2 separate regions of the Hordeum vulgare genome follow, and region 1 is linked to region 2. The links are chromatin contacts, called in public Hi-C maps. All regions are on one chromosome and are shown on one strand. Each heading gives the region's core, a stretch centred on a gene start, on an enhancer-like site or on the middle of the called end of the contact. The rest is flanking DNA. Distances are from core to core; before and after follow the strand shown.

What was found. A called contact is a pair of places that touch in the nucleus more often than the background predicts.
Region 1: a Hi-C map of seedling shows a contact between it and region 2, with 2.5 times the contacts expected there. The contact joins the promoter of LOC123401499 here to the promoter of LOC123401410 in region 2. A contact is called at or near these places in 1 of 6 Hi-C or Micro-C datasets (seedling) and 1 of 1 datasets of contacts at active chromatin or transcription factors (embryo).

The regions. Positions count from the first base shown.
Region 1 is chr6H:191,658,960-191,662,531 of MorexV3_pseudomolecules_assembly, forward strand. It overlaps LOC123401499 (ABC transporter A family member 8-like), which reads left to right and starts at 2,085. Exons shown (of 18, transcript XM_045095319.1): 1 at 2,085-2,240. The coding sequence starts at 2,181.
Region 2 is chr6H:191,332,858-191,336,010 of MorexV3_pseudomolecules_assembly, forward strand. LOC123401410 (sterol 3-beta-glucosyltransferase UGT80B1) reads left to right here and starts at 1,769. Exons shown (of 13, transcript XM_045095200.1): 1 at 1,769-1,917; 2 at 2,290-2,361; 3 at 2,443-2,536; 4 at 2,636-2,796. The coding sequence starts at 1,834.

The DNA.
Region 1 (3,572 bases), core at 835-3,334, 330 kb after region 2:
GAGGGTATTCAGGCTGAACTCGGTGAGTTGGAAGCCCCTAATTGACCTATGAGCAAGGAAAAGCCGAGCATAGGATTGCAGAAGTCAATGCTCTTACTGATAAACAACCTCGGGACTAGTAGCCCCCAAGTAAGTCGGCTTGATTCTCAAGAACATAAATTTGGCGCCTATGTTTGAACTGTGCATTGTGGCAACTTTGGTCCTCTTTGGCTTATCAGCATCCATGTTTGAATAATCGCAACGTGGCGGCTCATCCTCTTTGATACCGATAGCGTCCATGTTGAATGACCTCCTTGGCGGCGGCTCATCCTCTTGGGCGGCTTTTAAATCACCCAACAATGAGGCAGGGCAGGTTTGTGTGGTCGCATCATGGTGACTTGTCTTCTTGGGTGACCTTAGATCTTTTCGCCAATGAGGTAGCAGCCCCCGGCCGGCTTAACTTTCCTGTAATGACCGGGGTTCTTGAATTATTCAGCCCAGATCTGCTAAGCCATGTTTGTGTAGTCCCCGAGTCTTAAGTCGGCTCAAGGAGGCGGCTTGAGCGTCTCCATACTTGATTGTGACATAAGCCGGTATAAGGTTGATGGTTGAATGATAGATTTTATCCAGATTGGAGACGATGTAGTGAGGTGATGATCTTTGTGACGCTCACCATACGTCCTTGGCAAATATCGTGGCCAAATTGAGTGTATATGCCTCTCGGCCCATGCTTCATCCTCAGATAGTCCGGCTCTCGTGGTTCCTCCAGAGCCACTTTTCTTTTCCTTTGCTGCTTGCTTTGAATTGTTGACTAAATGATGGTCGGGTCAAATTGTAGCTTCATCAGGGATGTTTCCTTCATGACAAGCCCTCCTGTTTCTTTGATATGTTGAAGTAGATAGTATTGGCCAATGCATATTGAGGACGGCGGCTTGCACGCGTTTGTTGGGCGGCTCGTATAAGCGAGCACTGCTCGTCAAAGTCGTTGACGGTAGAGGTTGAGCCCTCCCACGAGCCGACAGTGTTGCGGTTCCTAGTCCCAGCTTCTTTTCATCGCTGTGCAGGCCTCACCTTGCGGTGTCGTGGTGAGACGGCGCGGGGGCTTCAAGACCGTGTTGGCGCAGGGTGAAGGTCGGTTTGGTGGCACGCTTCGGAGCGTCCGAGGTGCAGGATGGGATCGTGGGAAACCCCTGTCAGCCCGGCCGACACCGACGCGGTGGCGCCTTTGGGTGTTGCCGAACCTCCTGGAGGGCGTCGGGGGCTACCCTTCCTCGCGCCTCGTCGTGTACCGGGGGAAAGCCCTTGGCAGCAACGTCGTCATCGTCGCAGTCCTTCTTGAAGGTGTTGATTGGTACCGATGTTTTAGAGTCGTGAAGCTTGGTGGGAGATCCTTGGTGAGCGCAGAGGTCGCGAGGCTTCTTCGTTTTTGTTGATTCGCCATTGTCGGTATTTGTTTTTTTTTATTTTCTTTTTTATTTTTTTTGGACGTGACCCAACACCTATCGATAGATGTTTCGGCTGGTTGTTTTGTAATACAAAACGAGGGGAAACCCTTTTTAGTCAAATCCTTGCCTTGTTTTTAGGCCGGACTTGATGATGTCGGTAAGAATTTTATTGTGGAAGAATGGTGACCCTGTTATAGGTGGATTTTTGTTGTCAATTCTTGTAATGAGTTGATTCTTGTTGGCCGTTTCATATATTCTATTTATGACATAGAGCTATGAAAGTACGCTATAATCCAAAGCATGTACTACTACTTGATATGCCAGATCAACATCAGCGTCTCAAACAGAGAAGGTGATCTAAACCGGCAGCATGTCTGTTCTTGTACCAGGACAAGTTAGCATTCATTAAACACCATATACTCCTATGCAATCAATGCGGAGACATCCTTTGGAAGATTTTTCCTTTTGAGGTGTGACGAAAACGAACAGAGAACCCAATGCAGACTCAGCGCAAGGTGCCAAATGCGCCACTCGGTAGCGAACGAGACACACCGGGCCTTGACCTCCAGCGGGAAGAAAGGACGGTCTCCCCCTCGACCGTGACGACCACGACCACGGTAAACTCCGTGGAGAGGGCAGACTCGCCATTCCACACGGCCGGCTGGACACTCTAAAAACCAGCATAGGTGGGGGGTGGCTCCCCCCCTCTGCCTGTCTCGTCGAGTTCTCCGAGGAGGCGAGAAGAGGCGAGGCGACATGGGCTCCGGCAGCCTCCAGCAGACCAACGCGCTCTTCAGGAAGAACCTCGTGATCCAGGTGACGCGCGCCATGCCATCTTTCTCTTCTTCTTCTTCTTTTCCTCATGGAGTAGCTTTGTGGGTGGAACTCGATTTGTATCTCAGGCAGAATTATCTTGGCTTCTGCTCGTGCCCTTTGCGTCGCATGCACAATTGGCCGTGGGATGAGACTGCGGGAGGGTGCCATGCATCTTTCGTGATCCAGTCTTCGCAGATATTTCCTTCTTTTTTTTTCGTGAAAACTGAAAAGCACGCAAATGTTCAGCCGAGCATCAATCCTAGTTGTGTCTACTACGTATCATGTAACTAATTCTGCCAACGGAAAAACTTTACTCCAGTAAATACATACTGTATCGTTTTGGTTTAAGGTTTCAGTTTTGCTGCAATCAGATAAATCTTGCTTTCAAACCACAAATCACCGAGCTAGATGATTAAGCCTCTTTCACTGTTTCACACCTACAATTTTCATATATTTTATATAGAGAATTAGTAGAAATTGTGCTATAACCGTCGTTTAGGAACTATGGATCATACAACTACAGTTGTCTAATTTCTATGTCAAGAGCCTAAAAAGCATCTCCAGCCATGCCCCCAACAGGACCCTCTCGGCCTTTTTTTCCGAAAAAAAGGCCGAGTCGCGTCCTCGGGAGCCCGTTTTTCATCGTCTCGGGCCAAAATTGGCCGCGGTGGTCCCAGGCCGAACTCATCGTGCTGGGTCACCCGGGGGCGCCGGCGGAAAGTTTTTTGCGCGAAAAAACAATGGGCTCGTCGAGTCAGAGATTGGGCGTGCGGTCGTCGTCCTCATCGCCTCGTTCCCTGCGGGACTCAGTGCGAAGGATGCGCCGTCGGTCAACCTTCCATTGATTCACGGGCGACACAATGAAGGCACGGCGACGCGTGTCCCGGCAACATACGTCCCGTCGTTTCCTGCCACGCGTTCACACGGCGCTGCTCCGCGTGCCCACTCGCCCGTGGCTATATAGGACGACCTCCCCCTCCCCCCCCCCCCCGCCGGTGGCCACACACCTATCCTGCCGACGCTCTCTTCTCTTCTTCTTTGCCACCGGCGCACTCCGCTCCCTCTTCTCCTCGAAAAAGATGGCCGAACGCTACCGCAACGACGGATCGGCCACGAATGGCTTCGGCCGCCGGCACCTCCGCGAGGATGAGGCCCGCCTCCTCTACGAGGCGGACTACCCGACGCCGCCGAACATGCGGATGCCGGGGTCCTAGAGGCTGAGCGCCGGCGGCATCCCGGTGCCATCACCGCCTAATGAAGCTGACGGCGGGTGGAGATCGCGCATCCGGTTGGGGCTGCCGGAGAGCTCGCGCAATCTACCACGGTACGCTC
Region 2 (3,153 bases), core at 519-3,018:
AAAAATAATTTGAAAACATGTTTTTTTCGTTTATGAAAGGCACCGCCGTGCCTCTCACAAGGCAAAACCGTGCCTCTCGAGGAAAGCAAAACTGTGCCTCTCGCGAAAAGAACAGAAAATTCCAGAGAGGCATAACCGTGCCTCCCGCGAAAGCAAATCGTGCCTCACGTGAAAGCAAAATTGTGCCTCTCGTAAAAAACATGTGTTTTTCATTTTCGAGACTCACGAAAGAAAAATAACTCTCACAAAAGAAAAAACGTGTCACTCGCAAAAATATCAGAAAACATGTATTTTTTTCGTTTTCGAGAGGCGCGGAAGCAAAACCATGTGTGTGAGGAAAGCAAAACCATGTCTGTCGCAAAAAAACAGAAAACACTTTTTGTGTTTCCAAGAGGCACAGTCGTGCCTCTCGCGAAGGCAAAATCATGCATCTCACAAAAAAAATAGAAAACACAATATTTGGCGCAAAATAATATTTTTGAAAGGCGGTGAAAAACCAAAACCCGAAAAAACCGAATCTAAAAAGCTAAATACGCATGCAAAAAAATAATAAAAAAGAAAATCCAAAGAAAACGCTTAGAGCGCGACACGTGGCGACGGCTGAAAACGCGCCAAGTGGCGGCACGTGGGAGTGCTCGCTTGGAGGCTCCCGAAGGAATGCTCAGTAACTAGTTGTCGAAATCACTAATTGAGGAGTATACCTTTCAAAGATCACTCCCATCTCACCAGGTTGCGACAAGTAACGTACTGCATGCGTTCCACTTCTCGCAACATGAGAGTTTTTCTTTTTTGTAGATTTGTATTTTAAAATGTGCGTCCAAATGTTGAACTGTTTTCACCTCCTTGCGTCGAGATCTTCAAAACTAAATCCCATGTTGATAGATTTTAACGAACTTTTTTTCACATGAAGAAAAACAAACGAAAAAAATGTGCTGATAGAAAAAACAAAAACGGTTTTTTACCTCTCGTGAAGGAAAAATCATGCCTCTCGCGGAAGCAAAACCGTGCCTCTTGCGGAAGAAAACCGTGCCTCTAAAGAAAAAAGAAAATATTTTTTTCCTTTTCGAGAGGCATGACCGTGCCTCTCACGGGGGCAAAACTGTGTTTCTCGCGTAAGCAAAACTGTACCTCTCACAAAAAAATAGAAAACACGTTTTTTTAGAGGCACGAGCGTGCCTCTTGCGAAGGCAAAACCATGCCTTTCGCGAAAGCAAAACCATACCTCTTGCGAAAGCAAAACTACGCCTCTCGTGAAAAAGTAAACAAAAAACATTTTTTCCCTTTCTGAGAGGTATGCCAAAGCCGTGCCTCTCGCAAAAATAAAATCATGCCTCTCGTAAAAAAAAGAAAAAACACGTTTTTTCACGTAATTTTTTTATAATTTTTTTCGTCTAGAAGCTAAGAAAAAACGATGAAAAACCGGAACACTAGAAAAACCTAAAAAAACAAATTAAGAAACCGAAATCACGTGCGGAAAAAATAAACCCAAAAGTAACGCTCAGAACGGGACATGACGACGGTTGAGAACGCGACAAATGACGATGCATGGACGTAATTGTTTGCAGGCTAATGAGGGAATGTTCCTCAATTTTTATTTTATTTTTGAGAAAAGGAAATGTTCCTCAACTAGTTGCTCCCGTTAGTTGCTCTCAAAAAATTACCATGAGTTTATGCTTTCTATGGACCAAAACTTTTAGCACAAACCCAAATTTAGGTCCCAGCAACATCTTTCGGCCTGCGCCTACTCACGGGCTTCATCCGCTGCGCTCCGACGTAGTCTGGACGGCCCAACGTGAACGCACGCACAAAGCCCCCGAAGCTTCGGCGAGAACGATGGACGGCTGCGGCGGCGATGGCCGCTGGCCTCGCGCCGTCTTTATGGCCTTCGGCACCCACGGCGACGTCTTCCCAATCGCTGTATGCCCCTCCTCTCTCTCTCTCTGTGTGTGGTGCGTGTATTCGGACTCGGGCGTATAAGACAACCCTCTTTGCCGCTGACATCAAGTGAAAGAGGGGAGCGATGAAATTCCACCTGATTCTAGAGCATCTAGCACATATTGTTGTTGCACTCGATGCACCTATTACTGAGAAGTTGAGACACATCAATCTATCAGATCGATTTAGTTTTCTGCTTCTCTAGATGGAAAACGATATAGCTTTGGTACAGTACTACATTTATATAATGCTAAATGTTGAGTAATATAAAGATGGATACTAAAGGAATATGACAATTTTAACCTTCTCAGAGCACTATACTATGAATTTCACTACCCCTTTTCTTCTTTTTAGGCCCTTGCTGCAGCGTTTGCTAATGACCAACAGCAGTATACTGTGGTGTTCATCACTCATTCAGCACACCAGGTCTGGATCTTGTGAAATCAGAACAGTTGAACTGTGGCTAAACAAGTTCATACTTGACCTCATGTGTTAAATTTGATGCAGAGTTTATCCACACATCTAGCAGCCAGTAAAGTTAGGTACATGTCTCTAGCAAGCCCACCTGCCCTTGCTGCCGAACAACTTGATAATACTTCATGTAAGTGCTATAAATTTATGTGCTCCGTTATCAAATAGTATAAATTTTCTACCGTAGGTTTATTTCCAATGTGATTTATCATGGAAATCTCTTCCTTAGATGATTCTGTTCAATCGGATGCTGATCCTGAGTCATTTTCACGGCGGAAAGAGATCATTCAGACGGAGCACAGGAAAGACTGTTTAGCTTCTGTCGAAGAAGTGTTTGGAAATGATCCAAGCATTCATAGTGACTTCATTGTGATCAATTTCTTTGCTCTGGTGAGGACCTCACTAACAGCATAATTATCATGTTTGCTAAAAGTTAAGCAGCGGGGCTCCTTGTTCAAGTTTTAGCTACAACTCGTGCAATTTAATGCTCTGATAGTGATTTGCACTGGAATAATACAGTTCCTGATGTACAATTGATGTTGAAACTAAAGAATTTTGGCAAGCATCATTCACTAGAACAGATCCTTGAGAATATCAGTCAGCCAGTTCTATGTAGGAACTAATGCAGCTATGAAATGCACCGTGTGATCATAATATGGGTTCATCTCATGGTTTAGGAAGGTTGGCATCTTGCAGAATTGTTTCAAGTTAAGTGCATCATTGCTGCTCCTTATTTTGTTCCATATA